4 separate regions of the Sus scrofa genome follow, and all the other regions are linked to region 3. Evidence: chromatin contacts called from public Hi-C and HiChIP or PLAC-seq data. All regions are on one chromosome and are shown on one strand. Each heading gives the region's core, a stretch centred on a gene start, on an enhancer-like site or on the middle of the called end of the contact. The rest is flanking DNA. Distances are from core to core; before and after follow the strand shown.

Evidence for each region. A called contact is a pair of places that touch in the nucleus more often than the background predicts. HiChIP or PLAC-seq counts read pairs in DNA pulled down with a chosen protein or histone mark.
Region 1: a contact with region 3 is called in a Hi-C map of liver, with 2.1 times the contacts expected there. The contact joins the promoter of C4A here to the promoter of AGPAT1 in region 3. A contact is called at or near these places in 3 of 5 promoter capture datasets (fetal liver and liver), 1 of 47 Hi-C or Micro-C datasets (liver) and 1 of 2 datasets of contacts at active chromatin or transcription factors (alveolar macrophages).
Region 2: an H3K27ac HiChIP or PLAC-seq map of alveolar macrophages shows a contact between it and region 3. The contact joins the promoter of EHMT2 here to the promoter of AGPAT1 in region 3. A contact is called at or near these places in 1 of 5 promoter capture datasets (liver), 3 of 47 Hi-C or Micro-C datasets (embryonic fibroblasts, liver and subcutaneous adipose tissue) and 1 of 2 datasets of contacts at active chromatin or transcription factors (alveolar macrophages).
Region 4: a contact with region 3 is called in an H3K27ac HiChIP or PLAC-seq map of alveolar macrophages. The contact joins the promoter of SKIV2L here to the promoter of AGPAT1 in region 3. A contact is called at or near these places in 1 of 5 promoter capture datasets (fetal liver), 2 of 47 Hi-C or Micro-C datasets (alveolar macrophages and heart right ventricle) and 2 of 2 datasets of contacts at active chromatin or transcription factors (alveolar macrophages and skeletal muscle).

What each region holds. Positions count from the first base shown.
Region 1 is chr7:24,065,639-24,071,416 of Sscrofa11.1, reverse strand. It overlaps C4A (complement C4A (Rodgers blood group)), which reads right to left and starts at 3,398. Exons shown (of 41, transcript NM_001123089.2): 1 at 3,283-3,398; 2 at 2,933-3,131; 3 at 2,553-2,754; 4 at 2,274-2,344; 5 at 2,101-2,189; 6 at 1,848-1,930; 7 at 1,322-1,418; 8 at 1,042-1,147; 9 at 799-931; 10 at 188-303; 11 at 1-78. The coding sequence starts at 3,347. It overlaps STK19 (serine/threonine kinase 19), which reads right to left. Exons shown (of 7, transcript NM_001128450.1): 5 at 4,943-5,040; 6 at 4,683-4,830; 7 at 4,019-4,464. The coding sequence ends at 4,419.
Region 2 is chr7:23,989,212-23,994,981 of Sscrofa11.1, reverse strand. EHMT2 (euchromatic histone lysine methyltransferase 2) reads left to right here and starts at 2,309. Exons shown (of 29, transcript NM_001101823.1): 1 at 2,309-2,357; 2 at 3,004-3,070; 3 at 3,166-3,384; 4 at 3,480-3,736; 5 at 4,522-4,606; 6 at 4,703-4,743; 7 at 4,881-5,036. The coding sequence starts at 2,316. ZBTB12 (zinc finger and BTB domain containing 12) reads left to right here. Exons shown (of 2, transcript NM_001101821.1): 2 at 1-452. The coding sequence ends at 141.
Region 3 is chr7:24,204,754-24,209,799 of Sscrofa11.1, reverse strand. AGPAT1 (1-acylglycerol-3-phosphate O-acyltransferase 1) reads left to right here and starts at 1,370. Exons shown (of 7, transcript NM_001033008.2): 1 at 1,370-1,580; 2 at 1,800-1,933; 3 at 2,252-2,289; 4 at 2,292-2,426; 5 at 2,865-2,960; 6 at 3,084-3,156; 7 at 3,678-3,870. The coding sequence starts at 1,381. The coding sequence ends at 3,862. It overlaps EGFL8 (EGF like domain multiple 8), which reads right to left. Exons shown (of 9, transcript NM_001123111.1): 9 at 4,822-5,046.
Region 4 is chr7:24,044,790-24,050,040 of Sscrofa11.1, reverse strand. It overlaps SKIV2L (Ski2 like RNA helicase), which reads right to left and starts at 3,025. Exons shown (of 28, transcript NM_001101817.1): 1 at 2,913-3,025; 2 at 2,731-2,834; 3 at 1,938-2,047; 4 at 1,727-1,844; 5 at 1,484-1,598; 6 at 1,304-1,378; 7 at 977-1,030; 8 at 691-881; 9 at 397-525; 10 at 37-182. The coding sequence starts at 2,934. It overlaps NELFE (negative elongation factor complex member E), which reads left to right and starts at 3,140. Exons shown (of 11, transcript NM_001101825.1): 1 at 3,140-3,216; 2 at 3,656-3,738. The coding sequence starts at 3,664.

The DNA of each region.
Region 1 (5,778 bases), core at 2,149-4,648, 140 kb after region 3:
AGATCCAGAAAACAACTTGGCAGAAACCTTGACGGGAATGCCAGCGGCTGGGGAGCCTGACACATCTCGAACCAGGGCCTAGGGGGGGTAAGGGCGGGGTGGGGGAAAGTGCAAGGCCAGTGAGACCCTGCGCCCTCCTGACCACCTCCCTTCTCCCAGCGCTCAACCTCCCTCTTCCAGAAGGAACCTGCAGCAGAAAGGGGGCCCCAGGTATGAGGTGTCGCTTGGTTTTGCTTAGATCCAAGGAGAAGGGAGATGACACGAAACGCCAGGATGTGAGCTCTGCCTCCTCCATCTCCCCGCCTGCAAGACACAGGGTGGACAGAGCTGGACAACAGAGACCCAGGGAGAGAGGAAAAGGGGAGCCAGGGGAGGCAGCTCAAGTGTTTCCCACCCACAAGAGTGAACTCCTCGGGGCACAGGCCTCCTATTCCTCTCCACATTTGCTGAGGCCAACACAGGACCCAGCACTCAAACGGTGCCTAACATGTGTCTGCTGGATGGATGGAAGGATGGATGGTGGGTGGATGGATGGATGGAGGATGATGGATGGATGGATGGATGGATGGATGGATGAATGACAGATGGATGATGGATGGGTGGGTGGAAAAAAAAATAAACTGAGACAGGGGAAGGTGCCCCTTCCCCAGAAATGCAGTTGGAGAGAGGTAGTCTCCTGGCTCTTTCCTGGCTCTGGGGCCCAGATGAAGAGAAGGGTGGTGTTGGTGCTGGAGCACAGAGGGTTACCTCAAGGTCAGAGGTGAGGGTCTTGGGTTACAGTCAGGGGGAGCCACTCACCTGGAGACTCAATGACGGCTGCAACAACATAGAGGCGCTTCCCTGGGAGGTCATTAATTGTAATATTAAGCTTTTGCAGCGCACCCTGCACCTTGGCCTCTGGGAGGGAAATGTGACACTGGCCCTCTACCAGCTGGAGCAAAGGAGAAAACAGAGCAGGGAATGAGACGTGAGTCCTCCCCCCACCTCCTCCCCTCCCTCGCCCGCCTCCCCTACCCAGCACACCCCCACCCTCCTTCCTACCTTGGTCTGATTCTCCAGCCCCCGAAGGAAAATCTTTTTATCATCCTCATCCAGGAGCCCAAAGCGTACATATGCCACCCCCTGCACTGGCTTCCCGTAGACGTACCTGCCACCACGGAGAGAGGGGTGGAGGCTGAGGGCTGGAGGGAATAACGGAGTGGGCTGGGAGGGAGGAGGGCTGGGGCGGGGGAGGGAGTGGGGTTCCAGGGCACGTACATCTGGGGAACATGAATGGGGAGCCCTGGGAGCAAGGCCTTGCTGGGGGGCCAGGGGGTGTTACCTGGCTTGGATGACCATTTGGATTTCATTAAGAAAGCCAGGCGCTGTCAGGATGTAGGGCTGTTCGGGAGTGATCGTCACCTCAAAGTTGGGAAGGACTGACCAAGGGCAAAGTGAGGGCAGATCAGACTCTTGTGAAAAGACCCTCTTTTTTTTTTCTTTCTTTTTTTTTTTTTTTAATTTTAGGGCCACACCCACAGCATAAGGAGCTTCCCAGGCTAGGGGTCAAATCAGAGCTGCAGCTGCCAGCCTATGCCACAGCCACAGCAACGCCAGATCCAAGCCTCATCTGGGACCTACACCCTAGCTCACAGCAACACCAGATCCTTTAACTCACTGAGCGAGGCCAGGGATCCAACCACATCGTCATGGATACTAGGCAGGTTCATTACCACTGACCACAACGGGAACTCCCTGAAAAGACCCTTTAGGGACTCCTCCCCCCTCTTGGCTGGGGCAGCCCCATCCCCTGACCCTGCCCTGTCCCCACCCTCACCCCTTATTCCCTGCAGGAAAGGGGCTCTTACCATATTTCTTCACCTCGAACTGGGTGCTGCTGTTGGAATCCAGGCCATCTGAGAATCGGGCTGAGATCTTCCAAGTTCCTGGCCTGAGCACAGACAAGGCGGGCGGACTCAGCCCATGTGTGCGAGAGGCCAGCTGAGGGCCAGGGACCCCGCCCCCCCAGGAAGAGGGGAACCAGAGGCCCAGGGGGCTCCGGATGTGACTGGGTGGACGTGGGAGTTGGGGAGGTGGGAGGGAGCAGGTGGGGGTGCTCACTCGGCGATGTCTGGGATCACTAAGTCATCCTGGAAGATGGACGAGGGGACATACACCTCCTTCTTCCGCACGAGGAGGCCATGAGAGTTCTGCGATGGGAATGGAAGCGGTCAGGGTCGGGGATCCGATCGGCAGCCCTGGCCGATCCGGAAGGTCAGAGGTCAGGGACTCACCTCCACCATGACCGTGAGGGTTTCTTCCGTCGGGCGCATCTTCTGATCCAGAGCAAAGACCCGGTACCGAACTGGAAATGGAGGGTGAGGACGTGAGCCAGAGGCCAAGTGCCAGGAGAGGGTGGGCCCTGGCCCTGGGGCCCCTTCCAGGGAGCGTCGGGGAGGAGAATAAATATTTGGGAAGCAGCCTTCCTGTGGGGTACTTTCCAGGGCTGTGGGTGCCATCACTCAAGGGGCTGGGAAGGGCTGCGAAGTGGGGGCCCCGGGGCTGAAACGCACCCCGCTGGCCCGGGTTATAAACGGGCTGGTCAGTCTGCAGAAAGATGTGCCCCCGGCGAGAGGAGAAGAACAGGTTGACTCCCTGAATGTTGGTCTTTTTGGACAGATAGTCCTTGAGCCATGATGACTGGGCCACCAGTTGCACGTCGGGGGCTCTGCGGAGAAGATGGAGCCCACACTCCTTGGCGCCTGCCACGGAGATCTGCCCAGAGAGGGAGCGAGAGTGGGTCAGAGACAGAGCAGAAGGAAAAAGAGACCCTGAGACAGAACCGGGGGAGACCCTGGGCTGGGAGGAGGGGAGGGGCGTTGGGAAGGAACAAGAGCACAGAGGACAGTGTGGCAGGCGGCAGGTGGTGGCGGCAGGGAGCGGCGGCCGTTACCTGGAGGCTGAGGAGTACAAAGTCTCTTTCTGAGCTGAGGCTGAACTCCACTTTTGGGGAGCAACGGTCACGAGTGCTGGATGGGTTTCTCAGGAACACCGATCCTGTCACCACCTGTCCTGGAGGAGCATCCTGGAGCTGCACCCCCACTGACAGGGGGACCCCCAGGTGAACCACAGAAGGAGAGAACAGGAGCAACCTGGGAAGAACAGGCGGGAGTCAGCAGCCACCCCACCTCAGGCCCCTCCACCCCTCACCCCCGAATCGGGTCCCCCTGCCCCACCCCACGCCTGCTGTCCCCTCGCCAGCCCTGGCCTTGCTTGGGGTCTCTAGCATCCTGCTTCCAGGACCTGGGCTTCTGCAGAGACAGGGCAAAGAAGCTGGATGCCCAGATCAGCACCCAGAGGAGCCTCATGGCTGGAGGACTCAGGAGGGATCAGACCTGTCTGTCCGCCTGCTCCTTTCTGGTCACCCTGGGGCTGGGAGCGGGGTTGACTCTGGACCTTGCTCCTCCCCTGGCCCAGCCAAGCTGGGAAACCACGTGACAGCCAAGAACAGCAACTGGCCCCAGGCCCAGGATTGGGGGGTGCGCCCCGGACACCTGGGTCTCTGAGGAAATCACGGCCCAGAGAGAGGTCCAGCCCTTCCCTGTTAACCCCTCTTATCCCAGTGCCCTGGGCACCTCCCCTACAGGATGTAGCCGGGTGTGTGTCTGCACCTACATGCTCTCAGGTGTAGCTTGTACACGAGGATACAGGTGCAGGAGGGCCCCACGTGGCTCAGCAAGCGGCTGGAGACACGTGGTTCCTTTGTTGGACCCACAAAACAAGGTACTAAGACACTTGTCTCTCACTATAACCCCCACAAGAACTGACCTCCACTAGGTTTTGGTGTGCTGGAGGCTCACTCAGAAATTCTGTGGTTTAGATCAGCATATCCTCACCACCCCACGGGGCGGGCGAGGGGGACTGACCTTGATGTCCCCTTTTTCTCTCTGAACAATGAGGCAAAGCTCAGGCCCAAGTTTGGCTGTACCGCTACCCCGAAATGAGGTGCCCGAACACACACGACACATTAAACAAGACATGCAGAAAATGTCACAGGCAGAAATACTTTATTTGGCAGTTTCAACCCAACATGTCGGGAGAAGAACCCTCCTTCGGCAGCCTCTCCAGATACCCCTGCTTCCCATCCCAAGACAGGGCAGCGGCAGCAGCTTGCTGCGTGGAAGGCAGCAGCCATGGCCTGGGCAGTTTCTGGTTCCACTTTCAGCAAAGGGCAGAGAGGCACTGCCCAAACCCCACCACTGGGTCGGAGCCCAGGTAAACAGCAGCGGGCACATCTGACCCTTTGCACAGACACAAGCCCAACACTCATCGTGGCTCCCAAACCCTCCCAAGGTGACCCTATGTCAGCCAGGGTGGGACGGCGCGCCTGGGCCCCTCGCTCCCCATGCTGGGGACATGTCCAACGATGAGCAGAATCCTCACGTCTCCGGCAGGCGGAGGAGGGTACCAGAAGTGGTGGAGACACTGGGCAAGAGAAAGACAAGGCTGGAGCGAGACACCTAGGCCCAAGGTCTAGGAAGAACTCAGAACGTGGCCAGGGATACTCCCGGGTTCCAGAAAACCAGAGAGGAGCTGGGCTTCGCTAGCGAATGAAGCACGAGTGGGGACGAAATCTCACCTTGGGTCATTGCTCTGTCCCCTGCCAGAGGCGAGGGGAAGGGGGGGGAGGGGGCAAGACTCACCAGTCCACCAACTGGGCCCCAATGAGGTCGTGCACGTGATAGGCCAGGCCCAGACGCACCGTGGCAGGTGCCCGCCGGCCCAGGAGTTCCGAGAGGAGGAGCTCCCGGTACTTGGCTTTCCTGACCATGCCCAGGACGGCCTGGCGCCCTGGAGGAGGCAAGGGCACGGGAGAGAGGAGAGGCGAGTAAGGCCTGGAGGCCTGAGGAGCCCCCAAAAGGTGTTCTTGAGGGGCTGCGGGCTTGAGCTACAGGCAGGATACCTTTAACAAAACACTTGATGAACCTCCCGGCTCCGGGCACAGCGAGCCACCAACTTCCAGCGTCTCGGACAGTGAGGACCCCGGCATTCACCAGCTGCCTAAGAGGGGGACATGGGCACTGCCTCTGAGAACCCTCTCTCCTCCCTGCCTGCTAATGTTTGGACCCTAAGTCTCCAGAAGCCTGGGCACCCAGGCAAGGGGACTGGACAACAGAAGCCCAGCCCGGGGCAGTTCCCTGCTCACACCACGCCACTCCGGGCCCCGAAGCAGCTTGCTTGCTCCCTCGTCCCACCGGACTGCCCTGTCCCCGCTCTTTCTTTTCCTATTATTGTTACCTGGTCACTAAAACATCTCCTCTCAGAAGCCTTCCTTGATGCGTGCCCGACACACTCTCAGATCCACCACCGGGGAGAGACAAGGGCCTTCCTCCCAGGTTCCCGCCACCACCTACACACACCTCACAGCAGTTCTAACCCCACCTTACTGGAAAAAAAGTTTACAAAATGCTTCCGTGGGTTACAAAGCAGGGAGCCTGAGCCAGATACAGCCTCTTGGAAGGCTATCTGTATTTAACCCTTGCCCAGCTGCTGCTCTGTTGCATGTGAAAGCCTTCGGGGCATCAGAGCCCCAGCCAGTCCCTTTTCCCCTAAATATCAACATGATTCCCGTCAGGCGTTTATCGCTCCTGCCAGGCCTCTCTCTGTATTTGATTAGCCACCAGATTGCCTGATTTTAGTCCTGGGCTCTTTCCAAGGCCCCGGGTAAGACAGGCCTCTTCTCTTGGGGGAGGAGCACAGACTTAGGCCATTTTATTACAAAGAAGAGTCAGCCTTTAC
Region 2 (5,770 bases), core at 1,060-3,559, 220 kb after region 3:
CCCTATCGCTGCTCCTACTGTGATGTGCGCTTCGCTCACAAGCCTGCCATCAGGCGGCATCTCAAGGAGCAGCACGGCAAGACCACTGCCGAGAACGTGCTGGAGGCCAGCGTGGCTGAGATCAACGTCCTCATCCGCTAGCGCTGGCAGGGGCAGGCGCTGGGGCCCTGGGCTGGGTAGGAAGGGGACCCCCCCCGGCCCAGGAGAATAGGGGGGTGGGGGATCGAGGATAGGCAGGTTCGGTGGGGAGCCTGAAGAGACACACACCCTGAGGGAGGGGCCACAGATTCCTTGGAGAGAAGCTGCCTCTTCAGAAGAAAAGGATGGGGAGGGTTCTTCGGGAAGGCCAAGGGAGTGGTAAGGGGATCCCAGAGAAAGATTTTCTTCTCTTAGAGGTGCATAGATATGTGGAGGGAGGGGAAAGGTCTTATAGGAATGAGAGGGGGCAAAGACTGGAAAATGTTTCATTCCTGGCTAGGTCTGCCCAGGAAGAAGTTCTGACATTTCTTGAGGTAGGGGGTGGGAGGGTGGGAATCGGGAGGGAATTTGGCAGGAGGCAGCTTGAGTGCTCCTGCTTAGAATAGAACCTTGGGAGAGGGAGTGGTAGGGGGAAAGGATTATTGAATCCCAGAAAAGGAAGTTCTTGCATGCTGGGGGAACGGGTCTGTGGGTACAAGGCTCACCAAAATTGTAGGGCGAACAAAATAAGGTGGCAGGTAAGAGAATATGGGGGTGAGCATCCTGGGTAGATATTGGGAAGTGGGGTACAATAGCAAGAACTATGAATAGTGGTGGGGGTGGGGGGTAGGGCACTTAGATGAGAGGACATGAGAAGGGCTGTTTGGGGGGAGGGAGAGGAGTAGAGACTTATACAGTATTTTTTAAGAAAAAACGTATTTTTTAGGATTTTTTCTGGAGTTTGGGGTTTTAGTTTTTCTGATTTTGTTTTCCACAAAATAAAAAAAAAACAAAAAACTTTTTTTTTTCTTATACTCTGTCTGGCAACTGTGTGTAAATGACTCTCCGACCCTAGACCGCCTCACACTCTGATGCCATTTGCTAAGTACCTGGAGGTCACAACTCATCCAGGTCTCATGCCTGAAGCTACCTTGACAAGGGAAGGGGGAGTGTAACAAGTGGGATTCTCCAGCCAGGGACCCACACCCCCAGTTCTGCATCCTCAACACCTGCTGGATACCTCATGTCACAAAGGTTCCATGATTGTTTGGCAGAGGTGTCAACACTTGACCTGCCCCTCTAGTTGAGTCTGGTACCAGGGCTAGGGAGGGGCGCTAGGTGTGATCGCTGTGCCCAGCCAAAATTGTAAGCAGGAGCCTAAGTTTGGGCATCTTGGGTCTGGGAAAAAGTTTCGTGTCGCCTGGAAGGCAAAAAAAAAATCACTGGATTAGGGTGTGGAGAAGACTACAATTCCCAGAAAGCTCTGGAATAGTTCTTAACCAAAGAGGACTACAGCTCCCAGAAGGCCTTGTATTGGCCTCAGGTGCCCTATGTCCCAACCACCTACCTGAGTCAAATACTGCATGTGAAATACAGATATTTTCCAAAATTTGACCATAATGTAGTATCTAAAGAGATGGTACCCCAAATAGACCCATCAAAGTTGTATGTCTTAGTACTGTTGACTGGGCTATGACCCACGCAATACCTGCCTGGATATGCTTGTTAAACAGACGGCAATGACTCCCGCAACTCTGGAGGCTTACCTGAATCCCTAGTGCATGTGGTGGCCTAACATGTCTGGCATAAACAGAGGAGACATTTAGCCCCAGGTTTTCAAGAGGGGGTCGCTGCTCCAGGGGACATTAAAGCAGTATGCTAGAACCAGCCAAGAGGAGACCTTCAGGTGTCCTTCGCGTGTCCCCATCGCCCCCTTCTTGCTTGTTAGAGAAGCGAGGCCAAAATTGAGGCCGAGCCTTCTATCTAGTGACCTAGAAACTAGAAAGCAACCAGAAGCGGGAAAAGCACACGCGGGTGGGATTGGAAATACAGCCACTGCCAGGAGCCGGGAGACTCAGATGCTCTGTTACCTAAAACCAGGTCGGGGATGGAGAAGCCACACCTGGACCTAGGCGTGCCTCGCCTTCGGTTCCCCGCTGAGCCGAGGCCAGGAATGGCAGGAATTTTCCCCGGCAGCCCCCAGCTTAGGTCAGCCACTGCCATTTCAGAGGCCGCTCTCCGGGGAGAATGGCCAGAAAGCGCGTAGTGGCTCCTTTAAGGCTCCTCCTAGCCCTCCCTCCCCCGCCCACGTGACCCGGGGCGGCCGCGCGCCGGCTCGGCCCCCCGCGCAAGCGGCGATGGCGGCGGCGGCGGGAGCTGCAGCGGCGGCGGCCGCCGAGGTGCGGAAGGGGAGGGGGAGAGGCGGGTGCATGCCCGCGCGCGCGCCCGGGGGAAGCGCGCGCCCGTGCAATGCTCCGGGGGTGCAACGGGGCCGGGGGGCCCGGGCGGGACTTGCAGCAATCCGGAGGGCCAGCACCGGGGGCGGATGAGGGGACCAGGGGGTGGGAGGTGGGGGGAGTGGGCACGGAGGCGCGCATGCAGCCGCCGGCTGCCCCCGAGTGGGCGGCGGGCGCCGGGGCCCCGGGAACACGCGCGAGGGGCACGAGGGGCCGTCCACCGGGCTGGGGGGCAGCGGGCGCAGGAGGGGTTGGTGCCCGGGGTCCCCGCGGCCTGGGGGACAAAGGGGGAGCGGCGCGTGCAGCCGGGAGGAGGGGGCGGGGCCGGGGCGCGGAGGCCCCGCCCCCTCCCCCTCCTCTCTTCTCGGCCCCTGAGATGCGGGGTCTACCCAGAGGGAGGGGGCTGCTGAGGGCCCGGGGGAGGGGTCGTGCGGCCCCTCCGGGCAGCCGAAGCCGCGGAAGGGGGGGCCCCCATAGAGGAAGAGGTAGGCCCCGGAGCCTACTCTCTCTTCCCAGGGCTCAAGCGTCCTGGGCGCCCCAACTTCCTACCGGACTGACCAGTCCTCCTATCCCTTGTGTCCCCTCCCAGGGGGAGGCCCCCGCTGAGATGGGGGCGCTGGTGCTGGAGAAGGAGCCCAGAGGAGCTACCGAGAGAGGTGAGTACGGCAGAAACGGGCCCAGTTAAGACTTTCACCTCCCCCAACACGGGATCTCCTGAGCCCTTGGCCCGAACTTTTTTTTTCCTTTACAGTTCATGGCTCTTTGGGGGACACCCCTCGTAGTGAGGAGGCCCTCCCCAAGGCCAACCCTGACTCCCTGGAACCTGCTGGCCCCTCATCCCCAGCCTCTGTCACAGTCACCGTCGGCGATGAGGGAGCTGACACTCCTATAGGGGCCACACCTCTCATTGGGGATGAACCCGAGAATCTCGAGGGAGATGGGGACCTCCATGGGGGACGCATCCTGCTGGGTGAGAGGCCAGGGAGTCTAGGGGGGTGAGGTGAGGTATTCTCAGGTTCTGCCTTCCCTCTTATCTTGCTTCCTGCCTGCCTGTCTGTCTTCCAGGCCATGCCACAAAGTCATTCCCGTCTTCCCCTAGCAAGGGGGGTGCCTGTCCCAGCCGAGCCAAAATGTCAATGACTGGGGCTGGAAAATCACCCCCATCAGTCCAGAGTTTGGCTATGAGGCTGCTGAGTATGCCGGGGGCCCAGGGGGCAGCAGCAGCAGCAATACCTGAACCCCCTCCAGCCACAGCCAGCCCAGAGGGGCAGCCCAAGGTCCATCGAGCCAGGAAGACCATGTCTAAACCCGGAAACGGACAGGTGAGGCTTAGGAGGAGGGGTGGGGATGGGGTGGGAGAGACAAGATAATCAATATAAGGCCCCTGTGAGCTGCATTTTCAGTTTGGCTTCAGACCTTTTCTTATCCAATCACGGCTTCACATGTTTACCAAGAGGCTACTGTGTGTCAAATTCTGGACTAAGGCTTCATATGTGAACAGACAGACAGGTTTCTGTCTTCCCCAGGTTTACATTCTGGAGGGCGGGTGTAGAAGATGCAGATGTTAAAGCCTTAATTAGGTAGTTAATGTCTTAATTACTCTTATGATAATGACTATCTAAAGAAACTTCAAACCACTTTTCCTTTCTACCTCCAAGCAAAAGTCCCACGGGAATGCCTCCCTCTCTTCTTTCAAACTGTCCCTGCTGTTTTACTGTGCATCTCTATAGGGAGGGAGCTGAAGGACACAGAAGTGATAGAGGAAGGAAATGACAAGGGCCCTAGAATCTCAGAAGCTTTACGATGATGTTTTTAGGGCTCTTGGTATCATGTTCTGGGCATGGTTTAGGTAGCTTTGGTCAAGGCCTTTTGTTTTCTCATCTGGAAAGTGGGGAGAAAGGGCCTGCTTCTGAGTGCTCGAAGAATTAACTGAGTGTTCCATGTGGGATGTGCTTGGCAATTCTTGTTCTTGCCACTGGAGCTTGGGTGGCAGGTTTGAAGGTGTGGCTCACCACCCACCCCACCCCCCAAACCTGGGGTGCTACGCTAATCCACAGGGAACCATAGATGCTCCCTGACCCTAAGTGTCCTCCCTCTTGGCCCCCAGCCCCCAGTCCCCGAGAAGCGGCCCCCTGAAGTGCAGCATTTCCGCATGAGCGATGACGTGCACTCGCTGGGGAAGGTGACCTCAGGTCAGTCCCACCCCCACCCCACCCGCCTGCAGCTCGCTTTGGCCTGTCCAAAGGGTTTCGAGTACAGGCCTCACTCCTTTCCCTCTCTCCTTCCAGACGTGGCCAAAAGGAGGAAGCTGAACTCAGGAGGTGGCCTGGTGAGCCAGGAGAGGCAGAGAACAGGGCCTCTCCATTGGGGGGGGGGGCTCCATCTCACCCTGGAGGAAGATGGGGTTGTGAGGAAGTGCCAGCAGCTTCAATTTTTTTTTTTTTTTTTTTTTTAACCTTTTTCTAGTCGGAGGAGTTGGGTTCTGCACGGGGTTCAGGAGATGTGTCCCTGGAGAAGGGCGACCCCGGGTCCCTGGAGGAGTGGGAGACGGTGGTGGGGGATGACTTCAGCCTCTACTACGATTCCTACTCTGTGGATGAGCGAGTGGACTCGGACAGCAAGGTGAGGGAGCTGACCGCCCTCCCGCCCACGCTCCCCCACATCCAGGGCCCTCTCTTCAATCTTTCCTGCCCCTTTTTTTTCTCCCTTTTTCTGAACACCCGCTAATTCACCGCCCCAAAATATCTAGAATTTATTCCAGTGCGTGCTCTATGCTGCATCCATCCGCTTGCTCCTCTCCAGTGAAAGTCACCACCTCAGCCTTTGGGTTTAACATCCCATTTATGGTTTATTTGTCCTTCGTTTGCTTGTTTATTCCTTTGCTCCTTGTTTGGTTTTATTTCACATGTGTGTTTAGCTATGCGACATAATGCTTCATCTGGCTTGTTTTGCTTTTTGTTTGTTTTGTCATGGCAACATGCAGATACACACAAAAGAATAGAATAGGGAGCCCACCCCGCCCCAGTAGCCATCACCCAGCTTCAAGGATTATCGATACACAGCCAGTCTTGAATCATCCATTCCTCTTCCAACACACACATCTGCTGGATTGTTTCAGAGCAGATCCAAGACACCATATCATTGTATCTGGAAATACTTCCGGAAGTTCCCATCATGGCTCAGCAGTTAACAAACCCAACTAGCATCCATGAGGGAGAGGGTTCGATCCCTGGCCTCGCTTAGTGGGTTAAGGATCCGGCGATGCCGTGAGCTGTGGTGTAGGTGGCAGACTCAGCTCGGATCCTGCATTGCTATGGCTCTGGCATAGCACTACAGCTCCAATTGGACCCCTAGCC
Region 3 (5,046 bases), core at 121-2,620:
GAGCTCTTCCCGCTCCCAGGGCAAGTAGTGTGATGTCCCTTTGACTCTGCCTTCCTTTGTTCACTTGGCAAGGTCTTCCACCCTGCCCGCCTGACCATATTGCCTCCAGCGACGCTGGACAGGAGGGAAGAAGGTGGTGGGATCTGTCTGTCTGTCTGTGGAGGCAGGATTAATGGATGTAGGCACTCCTGGTATGTCCGCGGGTTTATCTGGGAACAGGTGGAGTGGGGTTTTTCTGGGTAAACATTTACGATCCTTTATCTGTAAGGGGTGTGATTATAAATTTGCCTATGCGTGTGAATAGGTCAGTCTTTGTTTGACTGTGTGTGTCCGTGTTGCATTAGTGATAGATCCTTTATTCTTGCCAGTCAGTCCTGAGAACATCGGGGTGTTCTGTCAGTTCTGCTTTATCTGCTGCGTGCTCTCTGTACTTTTGTGTATTTACACATGGGCGGCAGTTTAACCAAGTGGGTAGGAGCACAAGCTTTAGATAGGAAGTGTTTCTTAGGAGTCTTATCAACTCTCTGGACCTATTTCCTTTAAAACGCAAATTGTGTGGTTCGTATTTAAGGGCTTAACATAGTGTACAGACCAGCTCTGTTCAACAGAAATATAATGCAAGCCACATATGTAATTTTAATTTTCTAGGAGCTACACGCAAAAGATAAAAATTAACAGGGTGAAATTAACCTTAGTATATCAAACCCAGTATATCCAGGAAGTTACACTTAAGAATGTAGTCAGGGCCTTCCCGTGTGGTGCAGCAGGTTAAGGATCCAGCACTGCCGTAGCTGTGGTGCAGATTCGATCCCTGGCCCAGGAACTTTCACATGCTGTGGGCACAGCCAAAAGAAAAGAATATAATCAATACCAAAGATTATTACATTATTATGGGATGTTTGATATTCTGTTTTTCATCCATTTTTGAAACCTGGTGTGTATTTTATACCTCTAGCTCCTCTCAATTCAGACTAGGCCACATTTCCAGGACTCGGTAGCCATATGTGGCTGGCAGCTACCATATTGGAGAGCAGAGGGGTGGACAGCTATAAGATCCTTACCAGCTACAGGCATTAGCTGTTTTTACTATTAATGTCCTTTTATTGTCATGTGTGTGGTGTGAGCCATGGATGTCCCTGTCTTGTGTCCCTTGTCTGAATACATCTGGAGCCCTCAGGGAGAGCAGTCCTGAGCTCCCTCCCCACCATCCGCATCCTAGAGAGGCTTCCTGGACAGGTTTTCCTGGAGCCCTGGCCCCATTCTGTGTCTCCAGCCTCGTCCCTGTAGCCCCCGGACCCTGCCTTTTGCACCTAGTCCACCCCGCCCCCCTCCAGGAAGCATGCCCACTGTCCCTTGCTCCATCCCCTGCAGGTGACCAGAATGGAGCTGTGGCCAGGGGCCTGGACGCTGCTACTGCTGCTCTTCGTGCTGCTGCTCTTCCTGCTGCCCACCCTGTGGTTCTGCAGCCCCAGTGCCAAGTACTTCTTCAAGATGGCCTTCTACAACGGCTGGATCCTCTTCCTGGCTGTGCTCGCCATCCCCGTGTGCGCCGTGCGAGGACGCAACGTCGAGAACATGAAGTGAGGGCCAAGGGGTTTGGGGTGTGCGGGAACCTAAGGGGCAGCAGCGAGATGCAGGTGGGGAGGGCAGTGGGAGTGTAGGGACCCTGAGAGCTCAGGGACAAGGAAGAGGAGACGACTGCAGAGATGCCCAGAACCATAGGAGGGGAGGCCACCGCGGCCTGCAGGTGGGCGTCGAGGGACCCCGCCCGAACCCCTTGCCACGTGGAACCCCCACAGGATCTTGCGTCTGATGCTGCTCCACATCAAATACCTGTACGGGATCCGAGTGGAGGTGCGAGGGGCTCACCACTTCCCTCCCTCACAGCCCTATGTCGTCGTCTCCAACCACCAGAGCTCCCTCGACCTGCTTGGTAAGCACCCTCCCCTCCCCATGCCCGGCCTCCTGGACCGTCCCCGGGATCTCCTGCCCTAGAGGCCCTCAACCCTCGCTCGTCTGGGACGTTGCCCAACTTGCTCCCTCCCCGGGCCTCTTTCCCTGGGGTACAGCCACCCTCATAAGCAGGACAAATGCCTGCAGTCACCCTTCCTTCCTGGGGCCTCCCTCCCCCTCCCCCCAGCCGGCCTCTTCCCGGATCTCCAGTCCCTGGTAGTGCGGTGATGCCCTGGGAGAGGTGGGCTGCTTCCTGGAACATTCTGACCCTCACCCCACCCCCCTACCCCCGCCCTAGGGATGATGGAGGTCCTGCCAGGCCGCTGTGTGCCCATTGCAAGCGTGAGCTCCTGTGGGCCGGCTCTGCCGGGCTGGCTTGCTGGCTGGCAGGAGTCATCTTCATTGACCGGAAGCGCACTGGGGATGCCATCAGTGTCATGTCCGAGGTTGCTCAGACCCTGCTCACACAGGACGTGAGTCACCCTGGGGAAAGGGGGGTTATGGAGTAGAATGATTGTAAATAAACTGATGTGCAGGACCCGCAGGCCTCAGAAGTCCCATTATAGCCTCACAACCATTTTCTTTCTTTCTTTTTTTTTTTTTTTTTTTTTTTTTTTCTGTTAGGGCCGCACCTGCGGCATATGGAGGTTCCCAGACTAGGGGTCGAATGGGAACTACAGCGGCCGGCCTACACCACAGCCACAGCAACGGGGGATCCAAGCTGCGTTTGCAACCTACACCACAGTTCACGGCAACATGACGGATCCTTAACCCACTGAGCGAGGCCAGGGATCGAACCTGCAACCTCATGGTTCCTACTGGGATTCATTTCCGCCATGCCACGACAGGAACTCCTGACAACCATTTTCTGACCCCTCCATGTGTCTTCCTTGACCTTCTTTCTTGCCCAGGTGCGGGTCTGGGTTTTTCCTGAGGGCACGAGAAACCACAATGGCTCCATGCTGCCCTTCAAACGTGGCGCCTTCCACCTCGCAGTGCAGGCCCAGGTGATGCTATGCCCCTTCCTCTGCTGGGTCCCCAGCCCCCACCAGCCCTTCCTCTGCTGGTGGAGGCTTGTCATGGGAGCCTCAGAAGAGCGCTGGGGACTGATGGTTTTGCCCTTCCCTCAGGTTCCCATCGTCCCCATAGTCATGTCATCCTATCAAGACTTCTACTGCAAGAAGGAGCGCCGCTTCACTTCGGGTGAGGGCCCCAAGCAGGTCTGGGGTTGGGGGTGGCCAGAAAGGCCAGGCGAGAGGCCGGGAGGACATCCCTGAGAGGCAGGGGCTGGTCAGTGTCAGAACTGTGAGGTGTCCACAGGATCATCCAATGTGACCCCCACATCCAGCCATAAGTCCTCAGGAAGCGCCCCCCAGACCCAGCTAGATGGCTAATGTTTGCTGCCTCCAAGAGGGGCTGTTACTGCCTGGCAGGAAGGACAAGTCCGAGTGTGCAAAGCTGTAACTTTCGGCAGTAATTGCTAAACCGAGATGGTTGGGCTGGCAGGGTGCTGAGGGGGCGTCTGGACCTGGCCCCGGGACAGGCTCTGTGCAGGACCGGGCGGCAGTTGGCAAGCTGAGGGGCAGTTGTCCAGGGCAGGGGCAAGAGAACTGAAAAGTTGGGGAGGGGAGTATGTAGCAGGAGCGCTCATACACCAGGCCCCACCCGTGGGCAGCAGCCTGGCAGACAGGCCATGATGTGCTCCCCCTCCCGCTCCCCCACAGGCCGATGTCAGGTGCGGGTGCTGCCCCCAGTGCCCACAGAAGGGCTGACCCCAGACGATGTCCCAGCTCTGGCCGACAGAGTCCGGCACTCGATGCTCACCGTCTTCCGGGAAATCTCCACCGATGGCAGGGGTGGCGGCGACTACCTGAAGAAGCCCGGAGGGGTGGGCGAGGCCCGGCTCTGAGCTCCCTTCCCATCTGCCCCCCACCTTCTCCACACCCACTAGCCCAGTGGGCCTGAAGCTGGGCCAAGCCCTCTTCCTCATCTCCCCTCTCCCCACTCGTTCTCCTCCTTGGAATCTTCAGCTCCTGAAGTGAATGTGGTTACAGCACCGCTCCCTGCCCCCTCCCCAGCGCCCCCGCCCCACGGACTCTTGCCCAGGTGCAATCTCTCCTGACCCCCACCTTCTGTGCCATCTTGTCTGTGGGACAGTTGCCTCCCCCTCATCTCCAGTGGCTCAGCCTACACAAAGGTAGGAACACTCCATCCCGCCCCCAGCGGGCCCTCCTCCTTCGTGGTCTCTCGCGCTCCGCCCCACATTTGCCAGTGAAGTCATTCATTCTGTGGAACAGTTCCGCACTCCCAAGTCCAGTGGACACATCCGTTTATGAGGAGGACTCCTCACACTGCGGCTGGAGGCTGATGCCTGGACCGCTCCTCCCGGGCTCATCCCAGAAACATTCCTCCACCCTCCCCCTCCCTCCCGTGGAGCCTCCTGTCAGCGGAGGCTGGACTCTTCTCAGAGGTCTCATCCCTGCCCGCATCCAGGTGCCCAGGGTGGAGCACCTGGAGGCCAGTTTGGTCTCCACGTTTCTGCATCCCCTCATCCCCTTGGTACAGCTGTTCAGTGGTCCTGGCCCCAGCCAGCGCCCCCGCAGCCCCGCTGTACCACTCTAACCAGACGCGAGGGGAAGATGCAGACCCCAGGTGCTGCACCCACTTCTCCCTGGGGAAAGGGACTGGACCCTGGCGGGAGGGGATGGGAGGGCTTTTAATTTATTTCTCTTTTCTTTTGAGGCTTCCCCTCTCTGAGCCAGTTTTCATTTCCTCCCGGTGGCATTAGCCACTCCCTGCCTCCCACCCCAGACCTGTGCCCACAACCAGGGAGGTGGGCTGGGAGCAAAAGGAGAGGGTGGGACCCAGTTTTGTGCGGTTGATTTTTATTAATTATCTGGATAACAGCAAGAAACCAAGAATAAAGATTGAGAGAGATCTGGGCACTTTCTGGCTGTGTTTGTTAAGGAGTTAAAAAAGCAGTCCTCACCCAGGCGTCTGCCCCAGCGGGCAGACTTGGAGGTGGGCCAAGACAACCTGCCCTCCTCCTGTCTTCAGTTTTCCAAAGTGTCCACTGTTCATTGCTCCTTAGGG
Region 4 (5,251 bases), core at 1,776-4,275, 160 kb after region 3:
GATGGTGAAGGGGGAGGCGGTGGCGGGGACCTGTACCGTGTCATGTGTTTCTGGGCGAGGGCGATGGCGTATTCAGCCACAACTGTCTTCCCCGCGGATGTGTGAGCTGCAACAAAGACTGAGTCGTGCCGTTCCAAGTGCAGGATGGCCTGTTTCTGAAACACATCTGGCTCAAACGCCCACTGTGGGAGAGAGCAGGAGATCGGGGCTGAAGAATGGAGGGGGTCTTCCTGCCTCCAACTTGAGGGGCACTCGGGGCAGCAGGGAGAAAGCCAAGGTGAGGCCAGGCCAGGACTGAGGTCCAACACTGGCCTGAAGGCATCAGGCCTCCGGTGGGGGGAGGACCCAAGGCTGGGGTGGGGGCGGAGGAGAGCGGGTGAGGGCTGCTCACACTACCTGGAAGGCTGGCTGGGGAATGAGGCGGTAGAAATCACCCACGGGGGAGGTGACATCCACGGGAATGGCCCACTCTTCCTGAGGTGGGGGCTTGGGAGGCTCTCGGGGGGCTACAGCTGTGGACGCTTCCTGGAAAAGTCAGAGGTAGGGGTGATAAAGACAGAGGCAGAGAGCATTCCACTACCACCCCAACCAAAAGATGCTCCAGTCTTTCTCTTGGACCCAGGCAGGCCCGCCCACCCTGTCCGGGGCAAGGCCCCTTCTTCCCTGCCTCAACAGCCCAGAACCACCAACCTTCAACACTAGGTCCTCCAAGCTGCTTGCTCGAGCCAGGGGAGCACTGCAGGGAGGGGCAGAAACAACGTCCCGTTGGGCACCTCCTGGCTGTCCCACTGCCTCACTCTCATCCTCATCGCCCCCACCCAAATCCAGGGGCTCCAGCAGGCGGCTGAGGCTGAGCAACCCAGGAGCTGGAGCTGAGTGATCTGAGGAGCAGGGCAAAAAACAGTCATGTCCAGCTCTGCTCTGAAGCAGTAGGGCGCCACTTCTTCTACGCCCCCATCTCAAAACTGAAACTCACCCTTTGGTGCAAAGTCCACACCTTTCTTGAAGCCGGGCGGAACAGTCAGAAGATCTGGAGGAAAGGGACAGAGAGAGAGAATCAGGGCTACTGCAAGCTGCTGAACAAGTCACTATATAAACCTAAAGGACATCATTCACAGTGTAGATGCTGTAGTTGGGGATATTTGTCATGACACTTTTCCAACAGTTGACAGCAGGGTTCCTTCTAATTTGCTCAAAGAAATAAGAAAGCCAGCAAGGACCCAGTGAGAGGCCTGGGCCCTTCCTCCTCGGGGCCTGGGCTCAGAGCCCTCCCTCAAAAGGGCCCATCCTGGCACCACCTCACCTTTCTCGAAGTCTATCTCCTCCTCTGCCTCCTCCCGAGTACTCAGATCTGTGATGCTAGGCTCATCCATCCCACCTGGGGAGAGGTTGGAGAAACAGGGATTCATGGGGTGGCCATGACTCAGGGGGGTGGAGAATAAGGGCTCCCTCTCCCCGACCATCCCATTTCCACAAGCATCACCTGGCCAAAAAGGGTACTGTGTTGGATTCCCCCACAGGGACTGGGAGGCGGGCCCTGGTGGCCGGCGAAGAGATAAGGAGGTTGTGGCCGACAGGTTTGTATTCTCTAGCAGGACCTGAGGCAAGAGATCAGAGCGCCAGTGAGGCTGAGTTGGCCTCTGACAACCCCCCGCTCCGGCCGCCACCCCCCCACCCCACCCCCCCCACTTCCCAACTCTGCTTCTTGTGGCCCCTGACCTCTTACCTCCTTGTAGCCTAGTATCTGGCCTGTGGTTGGGTGTCTTTGGGCCTGCAGGTCGGAGGGGACTGGGGCCCCCAGTGCGGCCAGGAGAGACCAGGGATCCATCTTCCTCTGCCATTTTCTGGACAGAAAGAAATTTTCAGCTCTTTCTCCTCTGTCTCAACTTCCTTCAGGAACCCATTTCCCCTAGTCCAGGCCCCTCTAGACTCCTCACCGGGCTGAGTGCTCCACACCATGCAGAGGCAGCCAGGCTGGAGAGGACAGAAACAACTGTTCTGCTTCTTGCTGCAGATCTGGGGCACAGGGTGGGAGGCCGTGGGGAAGCTGGAACAGGGCAAGACGAGAGGCATGAGGCAAGGAAAGAGAGTAAGACACAGACAAAAGAGATGGTGACGGGCTTCATGTTTAGATCAGAAATGGTAGGTGTCCCATACAGGCTAGGACAATTAGGCTGAAGCAATAGTTTCCAAAGGTTGTCCTACTTTATAGGAAAAACTGACCTGCAACTGAATTATCTGGAGAGCTGTTTAATAATATAGATTTTGGATTAAAGAATTTCTGGAGATGGACCTAAGAATTTCTAATTTAGGAAAGCTCCCCCTCTAATCATGAGGCACACAGATTCTGATAATCACTAGTTTTAGGAAAAGGAGCCCCAGACCTAAGGATGAAAAACCGAAGGTGCTCAAGGGCTGACCTATCAGCCACCAACAAGTGCCCTGGTGCTTGGAGACAGAAGAAGATGCCAGGGAGAAAAGACCCACTGGAAAGAGCAGTTCTCAGAGCTAAAGTTATCCCCAGGGCTCCCTGCTCTGTCTTCTCATGGGCTCTGACGCACTGCAGGTCGACTGGGTTGGGATCCATCCCGCACCAGTCCAAAGCTGGGATGACAGGTGTCCAGAGACAGGTGAGCCAGGTCAGGTTAGACCCTACTGTGAGAAGGCTGAAAGGGGTTTTAAGCCCTATTAATAAGGGTCAAGGTTAGGTTAGAGCTAAAAGTCACTCACGGTGCTCTCTGGAGCCCCAGGCACATTCAGCAGCTCCCAGCGCCCGGTACATCCTAGCTCCAAGGCGCGGAGGGGCAGATCCAGGGGATCTGGGGTAGGCAGCACTATGGGAGGAAAATCACAGGTCAGGGGTCAAGGGTCATTCCCTGTCTCCTCCTCCTTCCCACCTTCTGCCCCCTCACCGAGTCGCTCCGTCTCCATCATCCTGGAGCCACGGTAGCTGCCGGGCAGCCCGGAAGTGTAGGGAGGAGCCGAAACCCGCGGAACTAGCGGCGACTTCCGGAACACACCCCGCTGGGGGCGGGGACGAGCACTACCGAGGGGCGGAACCCAAGCTGGTGGGAGGCCGGACGGAAGTGTGCGCGCCGCGAGCCGCCTTGGTTACCGCGGTCTCCGCCCCTCGCTACGTCATCGCTCCGAGCCAGCGATCCGCTGCCCGCGCGGGCGCCGCCCGAGACCGTGGGGCTCCGGTTGCCGCCCCCTCAGGTAAGGCCTTCTCCGTCTCACCCTTCGCCCCTTTTTTCCGAGCTCCTTCTCTCTTCTTGCCCTGTTCGTTGCTCTGAGAGCGCTGCGCGGGTTCCACTGCCTCCTCTGCTTTTCGGACCCTGCGAATGCCATACTAACCCCAGCGAGGTAGGGGGGGTCTGGTGCCATCGTCTTCGCGACGGAGGGGGTGTTTCTCCCTTCCTGGGCTACGTGGTGCCCCAAGGCGCTGGTATCCGTGATTCCCGGAGAGAGAAGGGAATGCTGGTTGATCCCGACGAGCGGGGGCTTGGACGGCAGCTGGTTTAAGCAAGGGGTAGGGAGAGGCAAAAGACAGGAGTAGGCAGGCCTGGAGGGGTGGGATTGGGTGCAGTGTGGACGGCGTGTGACCCCTGGGCGGTGACAGTGGAGAAAGATGTCTTGGGCCCTGCCCCTGAACCAGGAGCCACCATGTTGGTGATACCCCCCGGACTGAGCGAGGAGGAGGAGGCTCTGCAGAAGAAATTCAACAAACTCAAGAAAAAGGTGAGGGAGTGTGTGTGGGCATGGCCCAAACTTTCAAAGACTCTACACTGAGAACACCTGGGGTGAGTGTGAGGGGATGGGGGGGTGGGGGTTCTTCTAGCTCATACCTAGAGACATGGCACCTCTCAGTGTCCCTTCATGGGTGGACTTTCTCAAGGTGGATACTTGCTTTTCTCTCTTTTCTGTATAGTCTGCCATGGAGGTGTCTTCCTTTCCTCCGGCTTTTAGTACCACCTAAGAACTGGTGATCCCAGGCTTGGTTTTTTTTAGTTCCATCTGTATCTTGCCAATAACCTTCATATATTGCCGCTCTGGTCTTACCTATTCTAATCTTGGTCTTCCAAATAGGACTGACTCCATTCACTTCTCCCGCTGTTTGGAATCCAGATCTCGTCTCTGTCTTATTTGCGTAGCCAAATGTTTGCCGAGTCGTCTTGATTCCTCCTTTGAAGTAACTTCTTCTGTTTACTCCTTCCTGTGTATTCTCGCAGTCAGGCCTTTGCTGATGCTCACCTAGACTGTTGTAATCGTCTCTCAGCAAGTTTCTTTTTTCGACAGACTTTTTTACTTCTATTAAAATGGTGCTTTGAAAACAGAAAACACTGTCCTTCTTTTTCTCAAAAGCCAGTGGTTTCACATTGTCTATAAAAGAGCCTTAATTTGGCAGCCCTTCCTCGTCAAATAGAACTATTCCTGGGAGTTCCCGTCGTGGCGCAGTGGTTAACGAATCCAACTAGGAACCATGAGGTTTCGGGTTCGGTCCCTGCCCTTGCTCAGTGGGTTAACGATCCGGCGTTGCCGTGAGCTGTGGTGTAGGTTGCAGACGCGGCTCGGATCCTGCGTTGCTGTGGCTCAGGCGTAGGCCGGTGGCTACAGCTCCGACTCAACCCCTAGCCTGGGAACCTCCATATGCCGAGGGAGCGGCCCAAGAAATAGCAACAACAACAACAACAACAACAAAAAGACAAAAAAAAAAAAAAAAAAAAAGAACTATTCCTTAATCCCAAAACACACACACATACACACACACACACACACACACACACACACACACACACCCAGAGTCTTATCTCTGCATCTTTGCCGCCTTGTTTTCTTTGTCTAAAATGCCTTTTCTTTTCTGTATGTTATTGTAGATTCTATCCAGGGCTCAGTTTAATGTGGGCATCAGGAAGGTCTTACTTGCTCTCAGCTATAGTCTACACTTCTTTAATCAGTCTTGACAATTTAGTCTGGTCATCTTATTTCTCAAACTCTAAGCTTCTTGAGGGGAGGATTTCCGTCTCATACTTCTGCATAGACCTGTTACAGAAATTCCTAGTGATGCTCTTTCTGATTAAACGTTTAGGGGGCGGACAGGTGAAGCCCCCAAGAAGGCATGGAGACTTACACTTAATTGCAGCTTGTATCTGCAGACTCTGGTCTATGATTAAACCCCTTGTCTTCGACTTGAGAAACGTGAGACTCTGGAAAGCCTCTGGATACTGTGGTTTGAATAGATTAGGTGTTGTTA